Linked DNA regions of Mus musculus: region 2 is linked to region 1. Evidence: chromatin contacts called from public HiChIP or PLAC-seq data. All regions are on one chromosome and are shown on one strand. Each heading gives the region's core, a stretch centred on a gene start, on an enhancer-like site or on the middle of the called end of the contact. The rest is flanking DNA. Distances are from core to core; before and after follow the strand shown. Region 1 has its middle 22 kb from the start of Gm8817. Region 2 has its middle 14 kb from the start of Gm39549.

Region 1 (6,691 bases), core at 496-2,995:
AAATCATTTTCCAACTGACCCTACTTACCACTCCTGCTCCTGTCCTTACCTGTACCTGTTCTTACTCACATTTCTCTTTTCTTCTCTGTCTCCATCTCTGTCTCTTTTTCTGTGTGTGTCTTCCTATCTCTCTGTCTCTTCCCCTTCCTCTCTCAATCCAAGAATGACCTTAAATTTAAATATTTGATCACCCTACCTCTACCTCCTAAGTGCTGGAGTTACAGAGGTGCGTCAACATGTTCACTCACATGTACCCATGTATGTGGTAGCAGGCAAAGAACAACCTCAAATGTAGTTCCTTGGGGGCCATGCATCTTTTTGTTAGAGACTGTCTTTCACTAACCTAGAACTTCCAAAGTAGGCTAGGCTGGCTGCCCATGAGCCTCAGGGACACAGCACTGGACGAGTATATGCCACTGTACTTGGCTTTTTCTCTTCATTATTTAATATAGGTTCTGGAGATTGGTTGGGTCATCATGCTTGCAAAGCAAGCAGTTTTCTAGCTGAACTATCTCTCCCCCAGGTACTTTGCTTTTAATTGACACATGATAAGTGTGTACATGTTTGGGATACAGTGTGATATTCTGATAAACACGTGTGATGTGTAATGACAAAAGAAAAACATCACCTCAAATATTTGTTGGTGTTGCAGTGCTTTTTATGACCCAGTAATCTTTCATTGTGTGGCTGTGCCATATTTTGCTTAGGTACGAATGTCCTGATGGACATTAGGCTTCCTCCATTTGCCTATTATGAACACTGCAACTGTGAACATTCCTGTACAAGTACTGCTTTCAACTCTTTTGGAGGGCCATCCACTTTGTTCTTGGTGCTGTTTTTGAGGCAGGGTCTGACCTTGTAATCCAGGCTGGTCTGAAACTCACCATGTAACCTCAACTGGACTTGAACAAAGTATTTTCGTTTAAGTAGACAGGAGCAAGGCTTTGGCTCCTCTACTTAATAACAACTTCCTGTTCCCTCCCCCCTACCCCCCCCCACCCTGTCCAAGCCCTCAAGGTTGTACTAGAGTCTGGGATCAGGAAATAATGGGTTCAGGTTCAGCTATCAATCCGAGCAAACAGGTAAATAGTGGAGGAGGCCTTGTGGACATGAGGAGACCAAGCTGAGCTGAAGCTAGAGGGACAACTAAGAAAGATGAAGAGAGTATCATTAATATTTTTTAAAAAAATCAGTCCTTACCCAGTAAGAATAGAAGTATATTCTTAAGTAAGATTTTGTTCTGTTTTGAGCTTTGTTTCGGTTTCTGTTTGTTTGGAGCAAGGTTTTCCTGTAGCACGGCTGGCCACAGAACTTGCTATATCATGGAAACTGGCCTTGAATTTGTGATCTTCCTGCCTTCATCTCCTGAGTGCTGGAATTACTGGCAAACAATGCCTCGCCCTGTTTATAAAGCGCTTGGACTAGAACCTAGTGTTTGCTCACAATGGCCCTATACTCTGCCTGTTGAGCTACATACAATCCCAAGAATGTGTGAGTGAAAAAATTCTATTTAAACCCTCTTTCAGCTAAAGGATTCCAATCTGAGGGCCCCCCATTTTTAGCTGCAGAAAATCCTCACTTTAGGGTGCATAATAGGAAACATGGTGCATCTCCAGTGGCTACTGAAAAGAAACAAAAACCACAAGAAGTTGGAAGCTGCAAAATGCTAACATCTCTTCAGAGACTCCAAGCCCTTTCCAGAAGTCTGGGCTTCTCTTTGTAGTCTGGTTGCTATGGTTCTGTCTTGTTGTTGCAAAATACTGTCTAATAGCCTCTGGTAAGCGGTTAAATAAGGAGCTGATAACCATGGAGGTACTTAGAGATCTCTATCATTCAAGCCTGCCTCCCAGCCCCAAGCCCTCTGACTCAGCCTTTATTCCTACCCTCCTATTGTTTATGCAGCTACCCATGATTAAAGGGAGGAGGAAAAAAACACACACATTCAGCCAGTTGTCTGCCAAGGCAACCTGGGTTCTGTGTGACAGAAATACCAACAGGCTGAAGGCTGACTGAGTTTAGCCACAGATGGGGAAAGTGTGTCCCGGTACATATTCTGCCTAGTGAGCACACATGCTGCATGAAGATATGTCAGTGAGCTCATGGATGTGGGAGTGAGTGTATGACTGGCTGGGATGCTAATGCTTATAAAAAGGGAAAAAAACATCTGGATCAAGGGTGGCTAGTCACTCTCTTCTCACAGCACAGTTCCTCAATAGCTGATAGGACTGTGGCCATCTGTGTCTGTACTCTTCTCTCTTTCCTGTCAGAAGAGGAGTCCCTCCTCCAAACCACTGGACCCTTATGTGGTTTTGGTGTTCGTTCGTTTGTTCGTTTGTTTGTTTTGTACATTGGCTTTATTGAGCCTGATTTGTGTGCAATCAATGACATCCATCCAAAATTTACAACTCTTTGTTAGAAAAATATTTATTGAAATGTTGTTCACATACCACGAAATTCACCCATTTCAAGCATGTAGTTAGTTAAGTGATTTTTTTTTTGCACATGAAATTAATTTTAAGCTGTGCTAACCATATCAGTTATAGTCATTTCAGCCATTTTCATGCAAGTATATATTATATATTGAGCTTATCCTCCTCCCATATCCATATCTCCCTCTTCCTCTACCACCCCTACCTTAGTTTCCTATATGTTTACATTACAGTTCTACTCCTCCAGTGTGTGTGCATGTGTGTGTTCTCATAATTATTGAAACAGGTCTCATGTATCTGAAGCTGGCTTCAAACTTGCTGTACAACCAAGAATGACTAGAATTCTTGATCCTCCTGCCTTCACCTTTTGAGAGATTGGATTGCTGGGATGTGCTAACAAGACCAATCTCCTTCTCCTTCTCCTTCTCCTTCTCCTTCTCCTTCTCCTTCTCCTTCTCCTTCTCCTTCTCCTTCTCCTTCTCCTTCTCCTTCTCCTCCTTCTTCTCCTTCTCCTTCTTTCTTTCTTTCTTTCTTTCTTTCTTTCTTTCTTTCTTTCTTTATTTCACTTCAGATTTTATCCCCCCCTCCTGCCCATCCTTTGAACTGTTCCACATCTCGTACCTCTTCCCAAACCCCCTGTCTCCACAAGGATGTCCCCACCTGCCACCTCCCACCCAACCAGACCTCTAAACTCCCTGGGGCCTCCAGTCTCTTGAAGGTTAGGTCCATCTTCTCTGAACCCAGACCTGGCAGTCCTCTGCTGTATATGTGTTGGGGATCATATCAGCTGGTGTATGCTGTCCGGTTGGTGGTCCAGTGTTTGAGAGATCTTGGAGTGTGTGTGTGTGGGGGGGGGGGGGGGCGCGGTGTTCCTGAGACAAGATCTCACCACGCAGCCCTAGCTAGCCTGGAACTCACTATGTAAACCAGATTGACGCGAAATTCTGGAGTCCATGAAGAGATCCTCTTCCATCTGCCTTCTGAATGCTGAAATTACAGGTATACATCACCATGCCCAGCCTTTCCCTACCCCACCCCCACCCCTCTCCCCTTTCCTGTTGGCTGAAGTCTTTCTTGATTATAACCATTGTTTCTTTGTGATAGCCCTATGCACAAACATTGATAAGCATTGTTCTAGTTTCAGCCTGTTATTGTGACAAATATCTTGACCAAAAGCAACTGGGGTGGGGAAGGGGGTGTATGTGAAAGCATTTAATTTACTTGTATTTCCTGGTCACAGTCCATCATTGAGGTGAATTAGGGCAAGCATGTAAGCAGAAACTTGATGCTGAAACCATGGTGAAGCACTGATTACTGGTTTCCTTGCATGATCAGGCTTAGTTCACATTTTTATACAGCTCAGGACCACTGACCCAGGGATGGCGCTGACCACAGTGGGCTGGCCCTTTCTATAGCAGTTAATGATCAAGACAATCCCCTGAAGAGAAGCCTACACACCACGCTAATCTAGGCAACTGCTCAGTTGAAAATCTCCTGGCTGTACGACCCTGGCTGTATCAAGTTGACAATTGAAGTTAACTAAGATGAGCAAAATGTGTGTCTCTCCACATGTCAGAATTTATTGGAAAGCAATAAAATCACAAGGTGTAATGGTTTCAATGTCAGCAATTTGTCATATAATCTCACCTAACTGGAAAACCAGGCCAAGGCGAATGAATGCAGGACTTTTTGTTTAAATTTTACGTTAGATTATACTATTATTGATTCTCATACCATACATCACACATCTACCTGCATATATATGATTTACACAATGAATACGTGTTAAAGAGGCAGCAGCAGTGTACCAAAGGTTTGTGTAACTGCGCTGAGAGCCTTTACCTTTAAGATAACTAAGGAGACCAACCAGAAAGGGCTGCTGCTGGAGTTGCTGAAGTTAGGGTTTGAGAGTGAAAGTGCAGAGTTCAGCTTCTTGGTGAAAGACTGGACTGAAGTCTGAGGGCAGAAAATGGCAGCTTTGAATATAGATCTAAACAAGCAAACAGGTAGATGGTTAGTTAGTGAAGTCAAGTATACCTTGTCATATGGAGGAATTAGACCATTTTATTGGTCTAGAGTATTTGATAAATTCTTGTGCCTTGTTTCTTTGATATGATTTCCACACACCCATATACCCCTCCAGTCTCAATTCACCATGTTGATCTGAGAGAGTGGCCCCCTTTCTATTCCCAGGAATAAGTCAGGTATCAGGCTGTTGTGGATGATGGTGCCTGACAGATGGTGCAGTTTCTGACTCCACTCAAGGACTGCAGTCATCTTTCTCCCTCAAAATGGAGCTCAAAGCTATTTGTAAAATTAACTCTCCCCGAACTTCTGATCTTCCTCCTCGACTTTCCAAGTGATGGATTTGCTTGCTTGTACCAACTAGCATGCCTAGTTTTGGGTGGTGCAGAAATCAATCCCAGGGCTTCTTGGATGCTAGGCAAGTGCTCTACCAACTGAGCCACATAGTGCGTTCCAGACCAGCCTGGGTTACATGTGACCCTCTCTCAAAAAGAAAATAAAGACCTGCAGAGTTAAATTCAAGAGTAAAGAGCCAGCATGAGCATAATTCACAGCTACTCAGCACTCGTTTAAAAAGTCATGGGAGAAGCCAAGACAGCTGATCTCACAGGTTTACTTAGCAGCCAATCAGGACTGCAGGCTCAGTGAGAGACACACCTCAAAAAAAAAAAATAAGATGTGCGAACACACACACACACACACACACACACACACACACACTTTAAAAATTAAACTGGCAAGTTGCTCAGGTCTGACACCATACCTATTACACAGTGATCTCTACACAAATGTCAAATGACTGTCTCCACTCTTTCCTAAGGCAGACAGATGGGCAAGATGCCATGCCTTGTCTATCTGAGCCCTTGTTGGGCTTTGTGTGAGCAACAGGTCTCATACATTGTCACAGAGCATCACTAACAAGTTGCACAGGGAACGTACAAAGAGGAGGTCAAGGTTAACAGTCTCAGACAGTATGTGGTACGGTGATCATGGGAGGGCAAGTAGAATTTACTAGTAGTGTTTAAGACTATAAACTTTGTCAAGTATGGTGACAGACAAATGTAATCCCAGCAGTTAGAAGATGGAAACATGAGAATCAGGAGTTCAAGGTCATCCTGACCACATACCTGAGACCATGTTTCACCACCACCACCACCATCACCACCACCACCAACTACAACAATGTACCAAACAAAAATAAAAACATGTACTTTGCAAGAAGAGCGGGCTGGACAAACAGCTATAAGATTCTTGGCAAGTCATTAAAACCTCCCAGAACTTCAGTGCAGTTGTCTGTATATTGTGTGCACCAATACTTAACTATAGGCTGTTTAGACTTGACACAGAGTGGATGGTGTTTTCTCTCCATGTTCAGACTGCTGGACATGCTTAACGGAAATGGTGATGATTATGCTTACAAATCAAAAAGTTCTCCTCTGTCACATATGTGTGGCAGAATAATGGTCTCCTAAGATATCCATATATGTGCTACTTTATAGAAGAAAAGTCCTTGCAGAAAATTAAAAAACTTAAAGTGAGGACATGACCTGGCATTTCCCATTCTGGGCCCGATGTAATATTTTATAAGAAGAAATTAGAGATTGGAAAGTGTTAGGTTTTGAAAGGAGAAGCAAGTACCCCAAACCAACTAGAAGATGACAAATATGAACTATGAAAAAGTGACTTAGTAGCCATATGTTACAGTAGGAGAAAAAAAAAATGAAGTCTTTATGGCAAAGTCAATGTGAAGAGGTTGGATACGAATTCTTGAATCTTTAGAGACCACCTTTCCTTTAGTTCTAGTTATTCATTTGGTTTTCAGTGATCTTTCATTTATTCTTTGAATATGTACATGTAAGCAGGGCATCTTGGTTATATTCATCTCTACTTCTCTCCTCCTACCACGCCTAAGCATCCTCAAAAAATTCTGCTTCCACTTCTTGTTCTCTCCTTTTATTTAATTTATTTATTCTTTTCTTTTTTTCTTCTAACCTAGTTAGTATTGCTTATCATAATGTTGTCTGATCACAGTGCCTTGGTCTTTTATGTAGGAAGTCATAAATGCAGTGAGCTCATGAGGGCAATGGCATGTTGTATCCAGAAGAGCATTTCACACAACCCCCAACATCTTCTGCCCTTATGCTCTTTCTTTCACATCTTCTGTAATGTTCCCTGTGCCTTGGGGATGGTGGTTGATACAGATGTTTCATTTAGAGCTAAGCACCCATTAATCACTT
Region 2 (7,541 bases), core at 2,693-5,192, 130 kb before region 1:
CCTCTGACAGCTCCTTAGGACAACTCACAATAATGGAAACAGTTTTGTATCTGGTTGCAGAACAATCATGAACAGCTTTCTTTTGATGTTTGTCGTTTATAAATGGCAAAATCCTACATTGCTATTTGCATGCTGACTGTACTAAATTACTATGTTTAGTGCTGACTTGCTGGGTTGTTAAAAATGAGGTTGCCACTTACGTTTCTATTAGTCAAAGAGATTTTTGTTGTTGTTGTTTGAGAATAGGCAAACATTATTGTCTTTAATGTCATTTAAAATTAGATTTGATTGCTTTTTAATGCAGTGATGCGATGGTCAGCTACATTAAAGAATAACACATATGTTCAAATCAATATTTGAACACAGAAAAATCAGCCATTTGAGTTTTCCCATTAGTAACTTAGGTTGACAGACCTGAGAGTGCCTATGACAACTTTAATTCAATATGCTTGGCTAATTAGTACCCATCAAAACTAAGGGTTCTGATATTTTTAATAACTGATTGGTAAGTCAAATAATGAAAGGACACTGTAGTAATGTTAAGTTGCCATCTAGGTCTTCACTGGTAAAAACAATAAAGTACATTGTAGATTGGGTGTATTGTATTAAATGAAAAAATGTACTCAGAACCAGTTTCACAAGAAAATTTCAGGTTGTTTTCTCTTTGAAAATGTGGCCCGAGTGTTTAATGGGATTGCTGTAAGTATACTTAGCGACAGGGAGATCTCTAAGGTCTGCCCTGCATAGGACAGCAGACAGCATGGACTTTTACAACTTTTCTCCAAGCCTTCAACAACAACAACAACAGAGCAACAACAAAAAACCAAAATAAAAAAAAAAAGAAAGAAAGGAAAAGATATTCACTTTTTCATTCCAGAAAAAATGGTTGTTGCCTTCTAATTACACAAAGATATTTGCAGGACAATAGATGCATAACACGAAACCTGTAGATATGTGGAAATCACAACAGTGAACTAACATGGAACCAAATCAGCTCAGTTTGTTGTATGACACAACTTCTAACAGAGCATTTTGCTTGAGTGGGATAAAGAAAAATCTGGGGAGAAACTTCCAACCCAAACTAACCAACTGAAGAATGAAAGCCCCAATGATCAAAAGCCTAAACTCTGTGTAGCAGGAAGGTTTGGAGAACAGAGCAGAAAGTTTGAAAACATGTTCTCTGAACTGTCAGAGTGTGTTCTTTACAGATTAGCTCGTTTCTCTTTGTGAAAGCAGAGGTGGGGGGCGGGGTCCAGTATTTGACCATTGAACCCTTGAAGACTGCCTGGTAGGAAACAGACATCTAGCTTTGACTCTAGTCAGAATAAGAAACAATAAAGTTGATTTTTGGATACCTACTCTTTCAAAATAAGCAGATTTTGGAAGTCCCATTAAAAAGGCTTAAGGCAGCAGTTCTCATTATTTACATTATGATTCATAACAGTAGCCAAATTACAGTTATGAAGTAGCAACAAAAATAATTTTATGGTTGGGGGGGGGGCACCAGAACTAAAGGGTTGCAGTGTTAGAAAGATTGGGAAGCACTGGTTTAAGGTCTCTTTTTGTCCACAGGACAATATATAAGAATTTGTTCCCTTTTTCCACATTGTGGACCTCAGGGATAGAATGGTTTGGTGGCAAGTGCCTTCACTCACTGCATCTCGCCAGCCTGAATCTTTCTCTGTTTTGAAATGCAGAAATATTTGTTTTTTTATATGTATGTGTCTTGCCTACATATAAACCATGTGTGTGCAAACAAACAAACAAGAAAATAACAAGTATTTTATTTCTTTTCCTTTTGAATAAATTTCTAGAATTGGCATTGCTGTATTACAGAATGGCTGAATGTGTCAACTCTGAAGACACTGTCTGTTTGCTCTAAATCCTCCCTAGCACTTCATGCTGTCAGGCCTTTCCATTTCAGCTCTTCGGTCAGACCAATCAGGGAGCAGAATAGTGTTGTTGTGCCTTAGCTTGCTTTTCCCTGGTAGCTATTGGTGCCAACCAGGTTCTCTGCCCCCTTCATTTCTAGATATTCCTTTGTAAACTATTGGTTGAGGTCCTTTTTCGTCTCAGTTATGTAAAATTATATACTATTTCATCACCATTATCACAGATAAGTGACACTCGAAACAGCATATACATGATCTCAAAATTTTTATTCAATATGGTTTTAGAAATGTGTTAGCTGGATCCCTGTGTCAGGGTCCTATATGACTGCAGTTAAGAAGTCATCTGAGACTATATTATAATTATGAAGTTGGAAGTCAGTCCTCTTCCAAGGACTAGCCCATGCCGGCCCCACACTCATCATCTTTCTGCCTCAGCCTTCCAAGAACTGAAATATTAGGTATTATTTCATGATTACTTCACATGCCACCATGCCTAGAGAGCAAACCTAAGTCCTCTTTTAAAGGGTATCCACATTTGATTACTTGAAGTCAACTAATTTTGGACATTAATTACGTTCACAGATTTTCTTCACCCTTGCTATAAGATGTATCATTATGAAAGCATTACCTAATCATGACACAACAGCAGGATGCTGAGGTCTTGGGCGTACTTTTAGTTACTTTTCTCAGTGCTGTGATAGAAGGTAAAAGGATTTCCTTTTGTTTTTGTTTTTGTTTTTTCCCCTCCTTTATGGTTTGAGGGTAAACAGAAAAAGTATAGCTCAAGTTGACTGGCCACATTGTACGTACAGTCAAAAAGCAGAGAGACGAGTGCTGATGGTTACGCTACTTTTCTCCTTATTCACCCCAGGACCCTAGTGCAAGGAAAGGGATTTCCTTTCCCTCTTCAATTAAGCCGCTCTTGACACACCCTCCCAGGCATACCCAGAGCTGTGTCTACTAGGTGATTCCAATTCCGTTCAAGTTACAGAAAGGTTAGCAATCATAGGCACCATTTTGGGATTCGGGCTACTACACTATGTGCAAATAAAGAATCAAAGTAGAATAATATTAGTCTTAGCTCTCACATTTTCTGACAATATAAGTGAGTTCACTTTTGTAGTGCCTCCAAAACTGGATTATCGAGTCATTTTATCATTATTCTAGCAATCTATCTCTGGCACCTTAAACAGGGCTATACTTGTAAAAGGTCTAGCATTACTGAGTGGCAAATAGATACCAGTTATAGCTATTGGATTTCCATCTGCATGTATATAGGCATTTCTGCACAATAGAAAATAATATAAAACATCTCCAGATGTTAACAAAGAGGCCCGAACAGAGTGAGAAATTAGAATGTAAATAACTCTAGGGTTTTCTTTCTTTTCCACACTCTGTTGATGATTAAGAACAAGTTAATTCACTAAATAGTCCTTTGACACAAGATGAGATCCTGTCTGTGAACGCACCTTCAGTAAGCATTAGTTGAATTAGTCTGGACAGGAGTCCTTGAGTAATTGAGTCACTCAATTACTTGATTCTCTTCCTCTTAAAGGCAATTCATTTCTTTAGCCAAATGATTCTTCCTTTAATATTACTCACAAAATTGTTTTACCACGACAAACATTCTGTTTGCCCAAGTGGCCCGTCCCTTGTTCCCCACTGTCAGATAAGGTCTGTTAATGCAAAACCCATAGAGAAAGTTGACATGCAAGAACACCTGGCAATGGGAAATACAAATATAAAATCCAGGACCTGCACTTGCTGCACTTAATAGTTTGTATCTACTTAGTTTTGAGGTGAAAGCTTGCCATAGCTCTTCTAAGAAGGGGAGAAGAAACAAGAAGGAGCCCAAACAAGAAACCTCCTTCCTCACCAAAATTTAAAAAAAAAAATCACTTTAAATTTGTTCATGTCCTTGGAAAATGAAAGAAAGAAACAATTCCAGAACGCTGGCTACAGACTTCCCGATATGCAGAGAATGCATAGCTCCAAGTTGTCCTTGTTCTCAAAACAATGGGGCTGACAGGCGTGCTGGTACAGAGCAGGATTTGTCTTCTGTCTATTGTTATCTTATTCCCCTAGAAGGGCTTCTTGCCTGGTGTTGGGTAGAGCGCCTGACTGCTCGGAGAGCCTGTTTCGAGTGACTGGTGTGGTTGTGACTGTGGGTGGTGTCTGAGGAGGCTGGGAAAGGAAAATTCCTGGGAGCAGGGGCTGTACTCCAGCTCTGGTGACTAAGTCTCCCCAGAATTCCTGAAAAGGGATTTTGGGGAAGTTTCTGTCATAGTGTTTCCAAAAGATCAGTATTCTAAGACCTTATGTGGAAGGACAGAGACGTTGGATGGGGAGGAGGCAGAGAGAGGGAAAAGGAGAACGAGATCAATGAAGCAAGCTAATGGCATGAACAGCTTCTGAGTTTTGAGTTTCTGAGTTTTTCCATCATATACAGCATTAGCAAACTGACCAAAACGATGTCCAGATCTTACTAAATTTTATTTGAAAATTTCAAGTTCTTAGATGTCAGTGACAAGCAAGAGACTCTAAGGTAGTGGATCATATTTTACCTTACCTCGTAATCCTTGTAAATAATATTTCCATGTTTCCATTCCTTATCATAGATAATGATAGAAAATAGTATGATGGAGGAATTATCCAGAAACTACCAGACATCTAAATGTTCTACACTGGAGCCGGGGGGAGGGGAGGTCTGGGTGGATTTTACATGGGCTCATTATGTATCTATTTTTAACTGTTTAGCCATTCCTTTATATGTATTTATTTTCTGACACAACAAAAGATGGAAAGGTCATAGGTTGCCTTCATTCATTCGAAACACACTGATGAAGCATGGACTATGATAGTAGGAAAGACATACAAGTGAATTACAGAGTGGCCCTGACCTTATTGAGAGATTATTCCAAAGCCCGTAAATCTTAGAGCATATAGCAGCTCAGAGCTGTACTGATAGCCGTAGCTCTCTTTTATGTTTCAGAAAAAAAAAAAAAAACCTAGTTCAAAAGACTGGGTAGGTTGACTAACTCTGGAAAAGGACAAGACTACAATTCCTCTGTTTGCTCCATCCACAAATGTGATTAAGTCTCTTTCTAGTTCACGAAAAGTCAAACCAAGGGCTTCTATGAAGAGCAGATGAGTTCTCTAGCTGGATTATTTCTGTGTCTGCTGGGCAAGAGAACAAACAACCCGACTGTTCTCAGGAAGGCAGCATCGAGAGAAGCTAGTCGGATGCAGTTTGCCTCTCTGAACCCAGTTTTTGGTTTCACCTACGTACTTCCTGCACCATGCTCTGCTCAGCCAGTGTTAGGCTGCTGCTTTCCCCCTTTCATTTGATTCATTTCTTTCTAACCATCAGTGACAAATCAGAATTTAAAGAAAGCCTTACTATCTAATGCTAAGCATTACAGCCAAGGTATACCTTTAAAAGTGCAGGCTGTCAGTAGATTTATCAGAAATAGAGAGACAGTGGACACAAGTAAAGTTTTGTTATATATATACTGCAAATTATGCTCAGATCTGGGAACTGATGTCCTGTGTTACCAACTTTTCTCACATTTGATGACTACTATTTTATTTTAAAGAATACTTCTCTCCCTCCACCTCCTAAATACTAGTTGTTGCGTGTGTGTGTGTGTGTGTGTGTGTGTGTGTGTCTATAAACAATGTTGCATATTAATCCTCAGACACCATCCATCTTCTAAGAAATATTTCTATCTATCTATCTATCTATCTATCTATCTATCTATCGATCGATCGATCTATTTGCTTGCTTGAGTGTTTACGGGAGTGTATACATGCATGTCAAACTATGTATAAGGAGGTCAGAGGACAACTTTCAGGAAGCAGGTTCTGGAGATCCAACTCAGATTGTCAGCCTTGGTGGCAGGTGCCTTTACTATCCAAGTTCTCTTAACAGCATCCACCTCTTTTATTCGTAAGATATTCTCGCCCGGCTTCCTGGAACTTGACGGTTATGCTATGATGGCTGTCTGCTGTGTACAACAGATTGGTTTCCACCTCTCCAGGACTGGGATTACAACCACAAACCACTACACATGGTCTTATTTGTTTGTGGGGACATAGAACTTGTCCTTGTGTTTGCAAGGTCCACCAATTGACCTGTCTTCCCAACTCCATCTGGAGCACTTATCGTTTTGTTTAGTTTATGTGAGCAAAAAAGTTTATGCTATCAGATGCACTCCAAATAATTTCTATATTAGAATAATTATATAAAGTTTAATTTGTAGAAAAATTAAAATCACTGCCCATGAAGGCATAGGAAAATGAATGGAGAAATTTAGAAACACTTGTTTCTTTTCAGCACTAGTAGTAGAAGCTGGGGTTACCTTATAATATTACAGAGAATTCTGATGTCTTATACAAGATGCTGAGGGGTTTTCTGCCAGGAGGCACAGGACTTCAAGAATTCCTGAAGTGGTTTTATGCCGTTAGCTCATTGCTCATGGTGTTCTTTGTGCCACCGTGCCAGGTTCAAGAGGCCACGTTCACTAGATTTTGTAGGGCTATCCAAAACTGATGATTTTGTTAAGGTTCCTGAAGTCCATCATGTCCACTCTCAACAATGAATGGCTCATCAACTCCATTTCTTGCATTATGGTTCAAACTGAACCAAAGATCATGTCTGCTGGCCAAACCTCCAGGCAGAACACCAAAGAGTTGCTCAGCTCTTGTCAGGAAAACAACTAGGAAGTGAATCTTTGACAGCAGAAGTTGCATGTATGCTAGGCAGCCTCTCCAGAGAGGAAGCCTGCTTATGTTTGTCCTTCTTAGTCTCGGACATTATGGAAGCCCAAAGAACCCACCACAGGGGCTCTGTCCAGCTTGCCTTTGAAGGAAAAACCAATGTAAAACATCTGTACCAGCTGTGGTACATTCCACATCCAAGAGCCCGATGCAAATTTAGTTTTCTATTTCTTTGTTTTTGTTGTTGTTAACCCAGGTTAACTCAAACTGGCCTGAAACTCACTATATAGCCAAGGATGGCCTTGAACTCCTGATCTTCTTGATTGCGTCTCCCAAGTGCTGGGGTAACAGATATGTACCATGGTTTTTTGCTTTGTTTTTGATTTCTGAATACTAGGGCTACTTAAGTTGTTTGCCCATGAGTAGAATCCTTAAAACCTCTCTGAATACCTTACAGAGAGGTTTATTTTAGCCAAGGCTATATCATCCTTTTGGCTATGAGAGTCCCTGAAATATTGGGAAAATGATTTTAAATAAAATCCCACATTATTTAAATGTTCCCATGAAAGGTGTAATAAACTGTGCTTGTTGATTCTATTTGAAGACATGTCAGACGGCAGGGCCTCTCTTGACAAAAGCAGCCAGGAAGTGACTCTACTCCCCCAGAGACAGCATTTTTTAAATTGTGCTTTTCTGCCCTATAAAGGTTAGAAAGGAAGTGAAACCTTCCCTGCTCTTGTATGCTGTTCTGGTGGATGTAGTTGTTATTTTATTCCAGACAAAGCAAAAGTGCCTGCCCATGCATTCCTGCTAAAGATTTGCTAAGAAAGGCCTAAGCAGGCAAGAAAAGTACCTGTTGGAATTCTTTGCCTAGGAAATGAAAACAGAAAAGCAACCCTGAACTTGGCAATCAATAGCAGCAACGTGGTT

What was found. HiChIP or PLAC-seq counts read pairs in DNA pulled down with a chosen protein or histone mark.
Region 2: a contact with region 1 is called in an H3K27ac HiChIP or PLAC-seq map of extraembryonic endoderm stem cells. The contact joins two enhancer-like sites. A contact is called at or near these places in 1 of 484 Hi-C or Micro-C datasets (embryonic fibroblasts) and 3 of 115 datasets of contacts at active chromatin or transcription factors (embryonic fibroblasts, extraembryonic endoderm stem cells and pancreatic cancer cells).

The regions. Positions count from the first base shown.
Region 1 is chrX:167,044,920-167,051,610 of GRCm38.p6, reverse strand. No RefSeq gene overlaps it. Among named protein-coding and RNA genes, the nearest start is that of Gm8817, 22 kb to the left of the region's middle. Within about 2 kb of position 1,745, at least 96 of the 459 cell types and tissues checked have an H3K27ac peak or open chromatin away from gene starts, as enhancers often do. A contact at or near this core is called in extraembryonic endoderm stem cells and pancreatic cancer cells, where this site is marked.
Region 2 is chrX:167,180,207-167,187,747 of GRCm38.p6, reverse strand. No RefSeq gene overlaps it. Among named protein-coding and RNA genes, the nearest start is that of Gm39549, 14 kb to the right of the region's middle. Within about 2 kb of position 3,942, at least 46 of the 459 cell types and tissues checked have an H3K27ac peak or open chromatin away from gene starts, as enhancers often do. A contact at or near this core is called in extraembryonic endoderm stem cells and pancreatic cancer cells, where this site is marked.